Linked DNA regions of Gossypium hirsutum: all the other regions are linked to region 2. Evidence: chromatin contacts called from public Hi-C data. All regions are on one chromosome and are shown on one strand. The core of a region is the stretch at or near the end of the contact, and the rest is flanking DNA. Distances in the headings are between cores, read along the strand shown.

The links. A called contact is a pair of places that touch in the nucleus more often than the background predicts.
Region 1: a contact with region 2 is called in a Hi-C map of leaf, with 1.9 times the contacts expected there. The contact joins the promoter of LOC107917798 here to the promoter of LOC107904835 in region 2. A contact is called at or near these places in 2 of 34 Hi-C or Micro-C datasets (callus and leaf).
Region 3: a Hi-C map of leaf shows a contact between it and region 2, with 2.3 times the contacts expected there. The contact joins the promoter of LOC107917779 here to the promoter of LOC107904835 in region 2. A contact is called at or near these places in 3 of 34 Hi-C or Micro-C datasets (all in leaf).

The regions. Positions count from the first base shown.
Region 1 is chrA08:32,189,750-32,194,298 of Gossypium_hirsutum_v2.1, forward strand. It overlaps LOC107917798 (carbon catabolite repressor protein 4 homolog 6), which reads right to left and starts at 1,566. Exons shown (of 15, transcript XM_016847114.2): 1 at 1,355-1,566; 2 at 891-1,269; 3 at 490-653. The coding sequence starts at 1,441.
Region 2 is chrA08:31,389,630-31,394,129 of Gossypium_hirsutum_v2.1, forward strand. It overlaps LOC107904835 (protein OS-9 homolog), which reads right to left and starts at 1,870. Exons shown (of 8, transcript XM_016831371.2): 1 at 1,600-1,870; 2 at 447-523. The coding sequence starts at 1,684.
Region 3 is chrA08:31,952,570-31,956,676 of Gossypium_hirsutum_v2.1, forward strand. It overlaps LOC107917779 (protein S-acyltransferase 24), which reads right to left and starts at 1,651. Exons shown (of 13, transcript XM_016847089.2): 1 at 913-1,651; 2 at 507-647. The coding sequence starts at 1,212.

The DNA of each region.
Region 1 (4,549 bases), core at 316-2,815, 800 kb after region 2:
CATAACATTTCATATTAAACGATAATACACCCCATTAGCTACCCGCCAAAAGAGGAACAAGCAGTCACACTTAAAAATAAGTAAATAAAGACACTCCCGGCCAAGTTAGCAAGACTATAAACCCTAGCACACCCTATAACATTGCTTTTACCATGAGAATAGGAGTAATTATAGTCCATAATTAAGTCGCTAATGGAAACACTCATTTACTGCTCATCTATTTTTCAAAAGCCTCAAAAATTTATCAATGCTGGTGGCGGTATGCAGAAACTAAACGGATGTAAGAGAACAAAAACAAAAACCTTTTAATGAGAGGCTAAGGACTGGACTTACAACCTATTTATTATACTAATTATAGATAGAGCAAGCTTCTAGCAAATCAATAATTTTCAAGATAAAAATGGAATCAAATTACAGGCCTCCATATTTTGTTCGCATATGTCAAACTTGATTACAGTTCTGAAACATAGAAGAGGGATAAAGGATAACCTGAAAGCACAAAATATCAGCTGACCATAAACTGATCTCAAACATTAAATTCCTCATCCTCCACTCCCAATTCATCATATGGAAAGGTATATGGAAGTAAAGATTCCGATGGGTACTAGCAAGGTAATCCGCCAATACATTATATGAAAGGACAACAAACTTATCTGCAAATGATATATATAAAAATTAATCAAAACAACTAAATAAGCTATCTTTCAATTTGGTTTCTGCTGTTACTACTTACTCTCTGCTATTTGCTTGTCTGCTTCAAAATTTTGCTAAATTTCTTTTACAGAGAAAAGGAACAAATTCACGATATTTTCTTTTTAAAAGTTTTTTTTTTCTCTTTGAAGAAACAGAAGCGATGGAAAACAGAGATTAAGCATACTGATATTAATTACCAGAACGCGGAGGCGGCGGAGTTCCTGCGTACTTCCATTCCCGGTAATCCCAGGGCTTGGAATTGCGGGGACGGAAAGGCTTAGGCGCAGGATTTTGACCAAATGGATGACGTGGCGGTTGACAACGGTTGTACGGACGAGCCGGAGGAGGTTGGCGAAAAAACTGTTGGTTTTGGTTGTAAGGAGATGAAGGCCTAGGGTTATAACCGAACTGCTGAGACTGAAAGGAGTTTTGGTTGGAGAAATTTCCTCGACGGAAACCTAAGTTCGCTTCTCCAACAGAGTCCAAGTTCGAATCCCCTGTAAGTAGATGGCCTCTTCCGCCGCTGTTGGTTCGGTCGGAGAAGCTTCTGCCCCATTGATTTCGACCGCCTCGATGCTGTTACAGTTAGAAATTTGAATGTTAGCGCACATAGATGGAAATATAATACACAGGGCAATGTGTTTGAGAGGAGATGAAGTACGGGACGTTGGTAAGAGAACATGGCGGTGGTGTCGGCTGTAGCAGTGGCGGCAAGGAATTTGAGCAGTAGATGAGGACAACGCCGCATCGAAAGAAACTGTTTCAGTGAAGTGGAACCAGAGCGGTAAGCGGCTGGAATCAACTAATAATAATAATAATATCAATCGTGCAAATTACTAGAAACTCTAGCATGCAAAACATTTAGGACATAATTTATGTTTCACAATAATATTCGATAAATAATAAAAATATATGATTAGAAATTAATTAATAATATTTAAAATTAGAAATTAATTAATAATATTTAAAATATATTTAATATTAAAATAAAAATTAGTTCAAATTATGAGGAAAATGAATTTTAAATAAGTAAATATGTTATATTAAGCTCCTTTTTGTTAATTGTATAATAATATGAGGAAAAAGTTACTTAATGCATATATTTTAAAATAGTTAATGCCTTGTTTTTTACTCCCTGGCATTTTTTTATAAACGGGTATTTTTTTTAAAGAGTTGGAGGCATTGATCTATCATTATTGGTGGGTATTGGGGATCGACTCAATTAAAGAACGAATAAGTAAAAATAGCGAAAGAAATTGAGAATTTGAACATACAAATTTAACGTGGAAAATCTCTCAAAAGTAAATAAAAAATCACAGGTAAAGATAATTTTACTATAATGATAAAAGAACGAATAGTATAAAAGATGGAGATAACTAAATCCCAAAACTCAAAAATAAAGAACCCTCAAAATGTTAACACAAAATTCTCCAAAAAAGGTTGTAAAAGAGCTTAATCTTCTAAAAAGAAAATATACTTTGTTTAACTTACTTAAGAGCAATTTCTTATTTAATAGGAATTTGGGTCACATAACTCTAACAATCTCCACCAAGTCTTTCGGGGTTATTATCGTCTACACAACCAACTTTATATGAAGACCTAGGACATGCCAAAAACCTAATTCTAGCTACCAACACTCCTGTAAAAAAGATCTTAGGGGTTTGATGTAATTAAGTCGACTTAAACGCATTCAAAAACCCTCGTAGATTAGGAGTAAGATTAAACTTAGTTTTCTTTCAGTTTTCATAAACTCATTGTTTTTTATTTTTCTTTGAATCGATTTCGATCCAAGATTTCTTTTATATTATTGAAGTATTTTAGTTATTTCTTCTTCATAAACGATGATAGTTGATTATTCCAGTTAAGAGATTCATTACTCCTGTAACATCCCAAAAATAATTTTGAGTTGGAACATCCATTGATTTGTGGATTTCCTCTCAAAATTCAAGATCTACTATTAAAGAACCATGTGTTCTTGTAAGAAGATGACATTGATAAAAATCATTTAATTGACTCTCAAATCATGTAAAAATGTTTCTAATCACATAAAAACAAGTTTAGGATTGAAGATTACCTTTGATTCGCTATAAATTCATTGATTGAAAATCTTGATTCAAGAAACTTGATAAATTTCAGAATATTTTTTGCTACTTTTGAGAATAATTTTGGGTGAATTGAGAGAGCATTTTGAGAATGAAATTGGTTGGATCTATTCTCTAATGATAGATCTTCAAAATCATGCAAAGAAAATGAATTTTAAAGCTCTCTAAATTTTCTCTCAAAAATTCTAATTTTAAGGTTTATTTTCCATATAAATACTTTAAAGTTTCCTTTGTTTTACAATTAAATCCTATTTAATTAATATTTAAATTTTACTCAATTTACCCCTAATAAAAATTATTTTAAAATTCTTTTCAACCAAAATTGATTAGTTTCACTAATAATTATTTAAAATCTTTAAAATTGATTTTTTGAAAATATTTTTTAAAATTTTTTGGATTATTGTTTCATCGAATTTAGATAAAATTAACCTCTTAAATTGAATTAAAAATCACTGGAAACCCTATAAATTCCTTAGAAACCCTATAAATTTCTAGTTTCACACTTAGAACCCGAAAAATATACCCAAAACTACTAGACCCGGTTTAGGGATATTACAACTCCACCTTCAACTGAACTGTATGTGGAGAAATATTCTCTCGGGGACTCATGTGGAAACAACATCCTGAATCTAGGATCCACCCGAAGGTAAGCTCAGAGTTATCGCTCGTTGACACTAACAAGAAATCATCCCTGCCTTCGTCTACCAAATTAGCACCATCTACATCTTCCTTGTTACTATCAACAACCCCTTTATTTTACAGTTTATAACAATCTCCTTTGACGTTTCCTAACTTCTTACAACAGTGATACCTTTTGCTCGCTTATTTTATGCATGGTAGATGGGACCTTGAATTCTTTTGGAATGTGAAAGGCCATATGATGTGTTTTGGTGGTCGACCATGTACCTATAGACATATACATGCTGCGAATTAAAACATGAAAAACATGATGCATGATAAATTAAAACAACAAACATGTAAATATCAATTAAAGAACTCAAATGATGGATTTCATTTGAACTTTGGGTCCCTAGCATTTAAGCCAAACTCGAGTCCTTCTAGCTGAAACACATGATGTGACCGAGATCACATTAAGCGTTTTGAGTTCAAATTGAATTGTAAACATGATTTTTTTTTTCTAGATTTTATTTTAAAAGACTAAAATAACATTAAATTAAGATTTATTACTTTATTAAAATAAGGGCATTTTGGAAATTTAATAATTAACTTGGGACCTGATAATGGGTGACACCAAATCAATCAAAATCTTTATCGTATAACTAGAACTTTATTACATGCGTATGTGTAACATCCCGAAATAAGGCCTAGTCGGAACAGTGGTTTCGAGACCATAAATTCGATAAAGAAAATTTCATTTTTATTATATTTTTATGGTCTACGATTTCACGAAATAATATTGTGAAAATTTCGTTCGAAAATTTCGACGTTTGGGCACTCAATTTGGTCAAAAGGACTAAATTGTAAAAAGTGCAAAAGTTAAATTCTACATGTTAGAGGTGTCTAATTGTTATGAGTTTTAAAATTAAAGGTCTTTAAATGGTAATTAGACCATTTTGAAGTTTGTGGACAAAAATGGACATGGTATGATAGGTTTTTAAAAGTTTTTCATTAAGGGCATTTTAGTAAATTGGTAATTAAATGAATGAAAAAGCCAGAATATGCCAAATTTGCTCATCTTCTTCCTCATGGCCGAATGTCTCATGAAAAAAACCATGGCTAGGTTTTCAAGCTTT
Region 2 (4,500 bases), core at 620-3,119:
GCTCTCTCCAATTTCAAAATACAAACTTTCTTAAGCATTTGAACACACAGTATGAAACAGTATGTTGCTAGACAAAATGTATACTAGTTTATTTGAACCCACTAATAAGCTGTAAATAATAAGAGCATGTTACGTAGAAAACTTTAAAATAAAAAAGTTCATGCTTACATTAAGAAGTACACATGTAAATAATTTTCAGAATTTTTACATATTACCATTTATAAATTTTACTTGCTCAAGGAAATATGCAGTGGTGAAAATATAGTTGGTTAAGTCATTAAAGATTATGTTCCCTATGGTCTTATATTAAAATTGGACCACTCCACCTATTGCCAGTAGGTTTTAGGTTGGATGTTCAACATGATAAAGCCCAAGTGAACATCCAGATGATGCTTTAAACCAAGGCTTGATGAGCAAAAACTGTTTAAAATTCTAGTCTTACTTACGGGATGGTAGGGAGAGTCTTCAGAATGGAACTCAATCTTGTATTTTGGTTCACGGGAGCTTCGACCAAGTGTGCTAGCTGTTTATCAGTTAAGTAATAGAAAAGCATCAGAAAGCAAAAAAAACTTGATCCCAGTAGAACCAATATTCTAAATACTAAAAAAGAAAGAAAGAATACTATGACATTCCCAATGAATCAGTTGCAATAGTTAGATGGAAACGCTGTATATGATAGAATCACGCACAAAGATGGACTTGGTTGCAACAATTAATAGCTCTTTCTAATGGCATTCGTGGTGAGTGAAGACCACGCATTCTATTTTTTCTTCTTCTTTATTTCATTCTCCGGTTTCATTTGTTTCTAAAGTTCACCCATCTTTATTTAAGAACCAATAACCATTCAATTGACCCAAAGCCACAAAGGTATAAGAACATAAGCAACTTGTGGTTCACCATGTAGGTCAGCTATGATCCATAATATCCAAATTTATCAAACAATCAGCACCTAGCATAACTTTGCTCTCATCAATAAATGCTCACTTTCAAAAGTAGTTGGCATTCACAAATAAAAAACTAAATTCAACTGCAAACTCTTTCTAGTTGTGAAAAAGTATAAAACACTACTGATGCCGAAACCACTTTACTCAGATCATAAAAATATTCATCATATTGTCTTGCAAGAAGCCCTAGAAGTAAAGTAGGCATCAATTCTAGGCTACCGAAGAACCACTGGTATCTCCCATTTGATCACAATACCTAACTGAATCAAATTCCAAAACCACAAAACCCCCTTCTCTAACCAACAAGGGATGTAGCTGTAATAAAGCTCCTTCCTGCCTTTGGTGCTAATTTCACTGCTTAAGCACTACTAATGACTTAGTCATCAATTTTTTTACGGACAAATCGTTCTCCAATTGTGAAAAAAAGAGGAACCTATGAACAACCATATACTACTAATTAACAATAAAAAAGTAGTATGTCTTATAAATAATATAGAAAACATTCATTCATCTAAAACAATAAAATCACTGGGAATAGATATTTTAAGCCCACCTCATGAGCTCAACTCAAAGAAAATCCACAATTTAAAAACACACACACAAAATTAAGATTAATTAACACAAAAGGGGAAAAAACTATGAAATATCGGCTTACCTACATGAGATGGGAAAATCTGATCGGCTAAGACATTGCTGCACACGATACATAAAACTGCTACCAAACTAACAAATAATCTCATATTGCCTTGTACTATTTTTTTCTTTTTCTCTTTTTTAAAAAAAAAACAAAAATATTGAATAATAATTTGTTTTGTGCTTGCTAAGAATAGGTAAACGGAAAAAGATGTATCCAGTACTGTTGAAGATGACTCAAGTCTACGCAGGTTGGCCAATGAGATGTAGCCACGTCATGCAAAGCTGTGACAGTGGCGGAGATGGGCTTCGTTTTGTTTGTGTTTAAAAGCGTAAGCCTTCAACATGTTTATGGACCTAAGCCCGGAAATTATCCCATCTCATAATACAAGGTGAAGTGTTTTAAGGGATAATATAACCTTTAGTCCTTTAACTTGGTAATTTTTTTAACTTTAATCTCTAAACTTTTTTGGTTCACATTAATCTTTAAACTTATCAGTTTTTTTTTAATTTGGTCCCTAAATTTGGATTTCATTAATGCATAATGACATGGCACTCTAAAATTATGTTATATCATCACTTCAATTTTTATAATTTTAAAAAAAATTAATAATTTTTATGTAAATTTTATATATTTAATTTTTCAAGTGATGATATGGCACAATATAGAGTGTTATACCCTAATGCAAACCAAATTCAGTTTCGAAATTTTGGGTAGGGCTGAAAATGAACCGAGCTTAAACAAACAAACATTTGTTTATGTTCATTTGTTTATTTTTAAGTTTTGTTCATGTTCAATTTGTGTTCGTTAAGAATTTTAATTTTTTTTATGTTCGTTTATTTAAAATTATATGTGTTCATGTTCATTTGTTTAATGTTCACAAATATGTTCGTTTAACTTAATCGAACATGTTCACGAACATTAAACGAGCATCTTTATGAACATATAATTGAACATGTTTACGAACAATGTTAATGAATAATAAATAAACAAACAAATGATAAATAAACATATACACACATATATATTATTTAGATATAAAATAGTCAAATATTAATATTAATAATTATATTATAAATGAAAAAAATACAAACCAAGATAATTTTATTAATATATACTAATGGAACAATAAACGAGTTTTAAATGATTTATTAAACGAACTTTAAATGAGCTGGTTCATGAACATAAATAAACTAAATAAGCTTTGTTTGTATTCAGTTCGTTTAATAAACAAGCTTCAAAATCTTGTTCATGTTCATTTATTTAGCTTAATAAACAAACATAAACGAACAAAAATCGAATTGTTCATTGAATGTTCTGTTCATTTACAATCCTAATTCTGAAACTAATGCGGAGAAAAAGTTTTTTGGACCAAGTTGGGAAAATTTCCCAATGTAACTCCCCAAATTTGGGCCTAGAAGGAATAGGCCTTGAGCATGGGAACAGCCAAGAGAGTGCACATAAGTATTTAGTTCTGCAAGAAAATGACACAATTGAGTGTGTGGCTTAGTGGTTGTGTGCTTTGGGAGTGTTTGAGAAGTCCTGGGTTCAAACTTGGGCTTTAGCAAAATTTTTAATTTTAAGTGAATAGGGCTCTGGGTTCTAGAAAGTAGGCTCCTTTAATTAAATTAGGTAAGATATGATACAAAGAGAGTTGTGGTGTAGTGGTAGTGGCATGTTGTGCTTTTAAAGAGGTTAGGGGTTTGAGTCACTCTTTGCACAAAAGAGTATTTATTTTATTCCTAGCTCCTCTTCTTGCTTTTGGATGCCGAATTTAGTTGTGTTCGGTTTGGCCTTTTTGTTGTTGTGGCTGAATAATGCTTATTTCTTTTCGAGTCTTCTCTCTTTTGTGCCTTTGCGATTTATGCTCCCTTTCTAACCCCTTTTTCTTAAAGTTATTGACTTCCGTTCTCCTCTTCTTCATTTGCTTGTTTCTTTTCTTCATGACCGATTGCTGTTGTCCTCCCCCTCAATGCTTTCGATTTTGATTCCATATTCCCCCTCCCTTAATTGTTGAAGTCTCTAGCCCGATTACCTTGACTGTTTTCCTCTTTATCTCATTCAGCTTTGGTTTGTGGTGGTTGAGTCATTCTTTTTCCTTCTCCCTTCTTTTGGTACAATCAGATTCTAGCTAGTCGTCAGTGCTCCTGCGTTGACCTTCTAGGAGCCAATTCTTTCTGTTATTCCTCTCTGTCGATCTGGGTGGTAAGTACTATTTCGTTGGATGTTGTTTCTCTCCATTCTTTTCTCTTCGGTCATAGCTATGGTTCTCTTTTAACCTTTTCTTTCTGATTGGCATTGTTAGGGGAGTGGTGACGTTAGTTCTGCCTCGTCTTAGCGGCTATCTTGTTGGGGATTGTGAATTGATTGTTTCCACCCTCAAGAATCGGTTTCACAATTCTTTTTGTCAATCTGTAGTAATCTGTAATCGATCTTCGGTGGCGTCTAAGGGGTGAGGAACCTTAAGTGTTCGATCAAGGTTAGTGTCGTACCATGATTAGGATAGGTTTTATTAAAAGGTTAATTACCCATTTGTTAAAGGACTGACGTTAGGGATATAGTTGAATATAGGTTGGTGTTCGAGGGAACTGCACTCTTTTCGCAAATAGGTGTGTATTCACACACTGAATAGACTGTAGAACGGCAAAAGCCGAAAAGCCAAAAAAACTAAAAGAATGGCTTTTTTGCCACATGGATGTGCGAACGCACATGTGATAACCGAGCCCATGAATCATGGGCATAATATTGTAGAGGCCACCTTGAGCGTTCTCATGGGCTTAGGCTATTATGGGCCTCGATGGGCCGAAATGGGTCGTGTGGGCCTAATGGGCTTGTGGGCCCCACACGGATAGATTCACGTTATGTGGCAAATACTGGACTGGGCTATGTAGTTCACATGGCCGTGGTCATTTTTAGGCTAAG
Region 3 (4,107 bases), core at 401-2,900, 560 kb after region 2:
GCGTTATAAACTTCAAGACCAAGAAAAAAAAAACACAATTACAAGAAAAGGGAAAAGAAAGTGTATCACCAACAGCAGTAAAGAACAGCTGCATAAATTAGAATATGATAGAGACGATACTAAAAGGAGAAATATTAGAGAGGAAATATAAGGGGGATTTAATAGGTTAGCAAGCCAGAGTAAACAAGAATGCATAGTACTTCAACATTTTTTGAGGTCCTAAACTAGGAGAGAAAGGGAACAAATATCATCTGCAGCAACAGTCTTGACTAAAATGCATAGCAAAAATATATATTCTTTAAGCCTCAAAAGATCAATATGATGTAATGAAAACCATATACTGCTGAGTTCTACTGCTCCTAAAACACATATAAATGATGCTTATGCTGGTATAAAACCAACTTCAAGCAGAGAAGAATGTCTAAAACAGCTAGCACTGTTTAGACATTTATTTACATCACTGATCACATTCCCAAATCCATTTGAGAAGAACCATATAATTTCACCTGGTAGCCATAGATGTCAGCAGCATGCACCCGAGCACCCTCTTGGAGTAAAATATCAGCAACTTGTATCGCACCTCGGACTGCACTCCAATGCAAGGCTGTCTGCCCGTTGTGATCTGCAGCATGTATATCTCCACCATGCTAGCAAATAAAGAAAACCCAAAAACCAGTCACTTCAACCGAATTTAATCCAATGAAAACTTCAATACCAACATGAAACAGCTTAAAAGAATGGATTCCCAAAAACCATTTCAGTAAACCCATTAAAAGCCTGATCAAGCAAACTTTTTAAAGATACGGAATCCATAAACCCAGTTGACTAATAAATAAAATCAACTCCAAACTCTGACAATAAAAGGCAATTCAGAAAATCCATCAAAAAACCATAAAAAGAAGGATAAAAGACCTCGATGATGTACTGAGCAGCAGCTGTTCTATTATTCAAAGCAGCCCATTGGAGGGCATAGTAACCAAGGCCATCAGGCTCGGAAAGAGAGCGACCCTCGTACTCAACCAACCTTTGGAGCTTCTCCAAATCCCCATAAGCAGCAACCGTGTAGACATCATTCCTCAAGCTCTCATCATCAACGAAACCACCAACAACCCCATTGTTCCCTCCCCCATAATATCCATTTCCATTCGCCAGAACGCCATCCAATTGCTTCAAGGGTTGAACGTCTTCAACAACCTCGATCTCCGACGACATCTCTCCAAAAAAACCCAACAACCAAAACAGTCCTACGAAGGAAAAATCGAAATCTCCTTTTCAATTATCTCCGGTTGACTTTGTTTCTGAATATTTTTTTTTAGTTTTCTCTTAAATTGGAAAAAAAATGAAAAATGGTGGGGCCGGTTAGGGTTTTTCGAGGAAAGAAGGGGAAGGGGAAGGGGGGGAGGAATGTGGTTGCGCTTTGGCGTCCTTTGCGTTTTGACTAAAGAGGCCGAAACCAATCGAAAGCCAAAGCGATTATCCGTAGGAATGAAAGTCAATTTCAGAGAAAAGAGAAGGAAGATCCATTGCCGATTGTTTCTCTCTTTTCTTTCTAATGTTTGCTCATTGACCCCGTCAACTTTACCTATTTACATCATTCAGCATATCCCTTTCCTTTTGTCAACTTGTATTTATTTCTTATTTTATTCATTTTTCATCAACGCAACTTTGTATTTCTTATTTATATTTATACTCCTACTATTTTTAATCCACTTAGCGTTATATTTTTTAAAAACCTTTATTTTCATATAAAATATTAAAAAGTTATTTTCTTGAAAATTATTTTTACAGAAAAACCTACCATCCAAATCATCTAACACATGGAGACGGGCTTTGCAAAGTTTTATTACAAGAAGGGATTTATTAAAAATAAATAAAACCTTCTCCAACGTCAATAACAAAATTCTTCTTATAATATTTTAGTTATTTAACTTTTTTAAATCAAATTTTCTTTTATCAAAAGTGGGGTCAATTTTGGTGTTGTCTCTAGTCACACCTTCTATTTTAATTTTTCTTATTCTTAGTCGACATTATCATGATTTTTCTCTACACTTTCGTGGATTTTTGTTTTGTCCATTCAACCTTTTTCTGAAAGCAATTGCAGTTTTAGTTTTTAGTTTTTAATTTTCAATCTATAGTTATTTTCTAGTGTATATATGAGATTTGATAAGGTAAGGGTACCACCCAATAGACCTATTGGGAACTATTCTCAAAGGGCCTTATCATGATAAAGTATAGTGACAGTGTTTTTAAAATTGGAATCCGAGATGATGATGAAAGGATAGACTATCTAAGACTTGGCATTTTGTGCATCACTGATGCGGTGGGTCCCTTGGGACTCTTGGCAGTAGTTTCTTGGTTGATTCGAGTTCAACATTAGGTTGGTTTGACCTTGACAAAATTTGCCTACTATGTTCATCCAACCTTGATAAGAATTGCCTACTATGTTTATTTCTCGTTTGTACAAATTTGAAGATGTTTTCCAAATGAGATGCCTACAAGTTTACCAATTTTTTTAGGCATTGAGTATTAAACCAACTTTATGTCGAGTTTTATAATTTTTAATTGACTAGCTTATCAGAGTAATCCTAAATATATGGAGTTGCAAATGTAAGTGCAAGAATTGTAAAAAAAGGGACATGTTCAAGAATCCCTTAGTCTTTGCATGGTTTCGATAATTTTAGTGCCTAAAGTTGGTAGTTTTAGAATGTATGTTGATTGTAGAGTTATTAATAGTGTTACCATTAAATATAAGCATCCAATTCCTAGACTTGACGATATGTTTGATAAATCACATGGTGCATCCATCTTAATTAAAATTTATCTCAAAAGGAGTTATCATCAAATTCTAATGAAAGGTGATGATAAATAGAACAAGCATTTTAAAACAAATATAGACTTCATGAGTGGTTGGTAATGCCTTTTGGTTTAACTAATGCACCTAGTGTTTTCATGAGAGTGATGAATCACATTTTGAGACAATATTTAGGAAAATTTGTTGTTGTTTACTTTCATGAAATTTTAATCTATAGTGCATAATTAATGACCATGTTAAGAATGTTAGATTAGTTTTGAATTGTTTTTGTTAGGAACAACTTTTATTCTAACATTGAGAAGCATAATTTTTCATAGACAAGTTGATCTTTCTAAGATTTATATTTAGTGCAAAAGGGATTGAATTTGATAAAGAAAAGGTGAGAATCATTCAAGTATGGTCTACTCCTAAATCTAATTTTGACTATAGACTTGCTAATTTGTATAAACATTTTGTGAAATATTTCTACACACTTATTGCCCTACAAATCAAAATCGTAAAAAAGAATATAGGATTTAAGTAGGACAACAAGCAAGAGAAGGCCTTTTAAAATTTGAAAGATAAGTATTGTGGTGCACCTATTCTTAAACTTCCATATTTTAATAACACTTCTAAGGTAAAATGCAATGCTTCAATGTTGGTGTTGGAGCCATTTTAATGCAAGAGGGAAGGCCAATTACTCCACCTATGACAAATAGATTTATGCCTTAGTAAGATCTTTAAAGGTGTGGTAACACAACTTATTGTTAGAATCCTATTACAAGTCTGAAAAATAAAATTAAAGTAATCAAACATTCATCAAATCATAGTACAAAGGAAGAATAAAACATACATTTAATCGAATTCTTCCAATGATCAGTTTGAACATTTTTATTACCCTAAAACACAAAAATCAGTAGAAGAAATAATACTTTGAATAGGGTAGTTGCCATCCTTTGTAACAACCCTTGTAACAGCCCGTTTTCAATGAAATCGGAACATTGGTTTCAGGACCACAAACCCGAGTTGGAAAGAAAATTTATTTTAATATTATTGCATGGTCTATATTATGATAGGAAAGACATATGAAAATTTTGATAAGAAAATTTTACTGATTTTGTGTTTAATTATAGAAAGGACCAAATTGCATGAAATGTAAAAGTTTAGTTCTAGTAGCTATAAGTATCAAATAGCTATGGAATTCAAAATTGGAGGTCCTTATATGGTAATTAGACCATTAAGAAAAGTTACTAGATATTTTTGATGATTCATACATGGAAAATTAAAAAAAGAAAAGGTCTAAATTGGAAATTGAA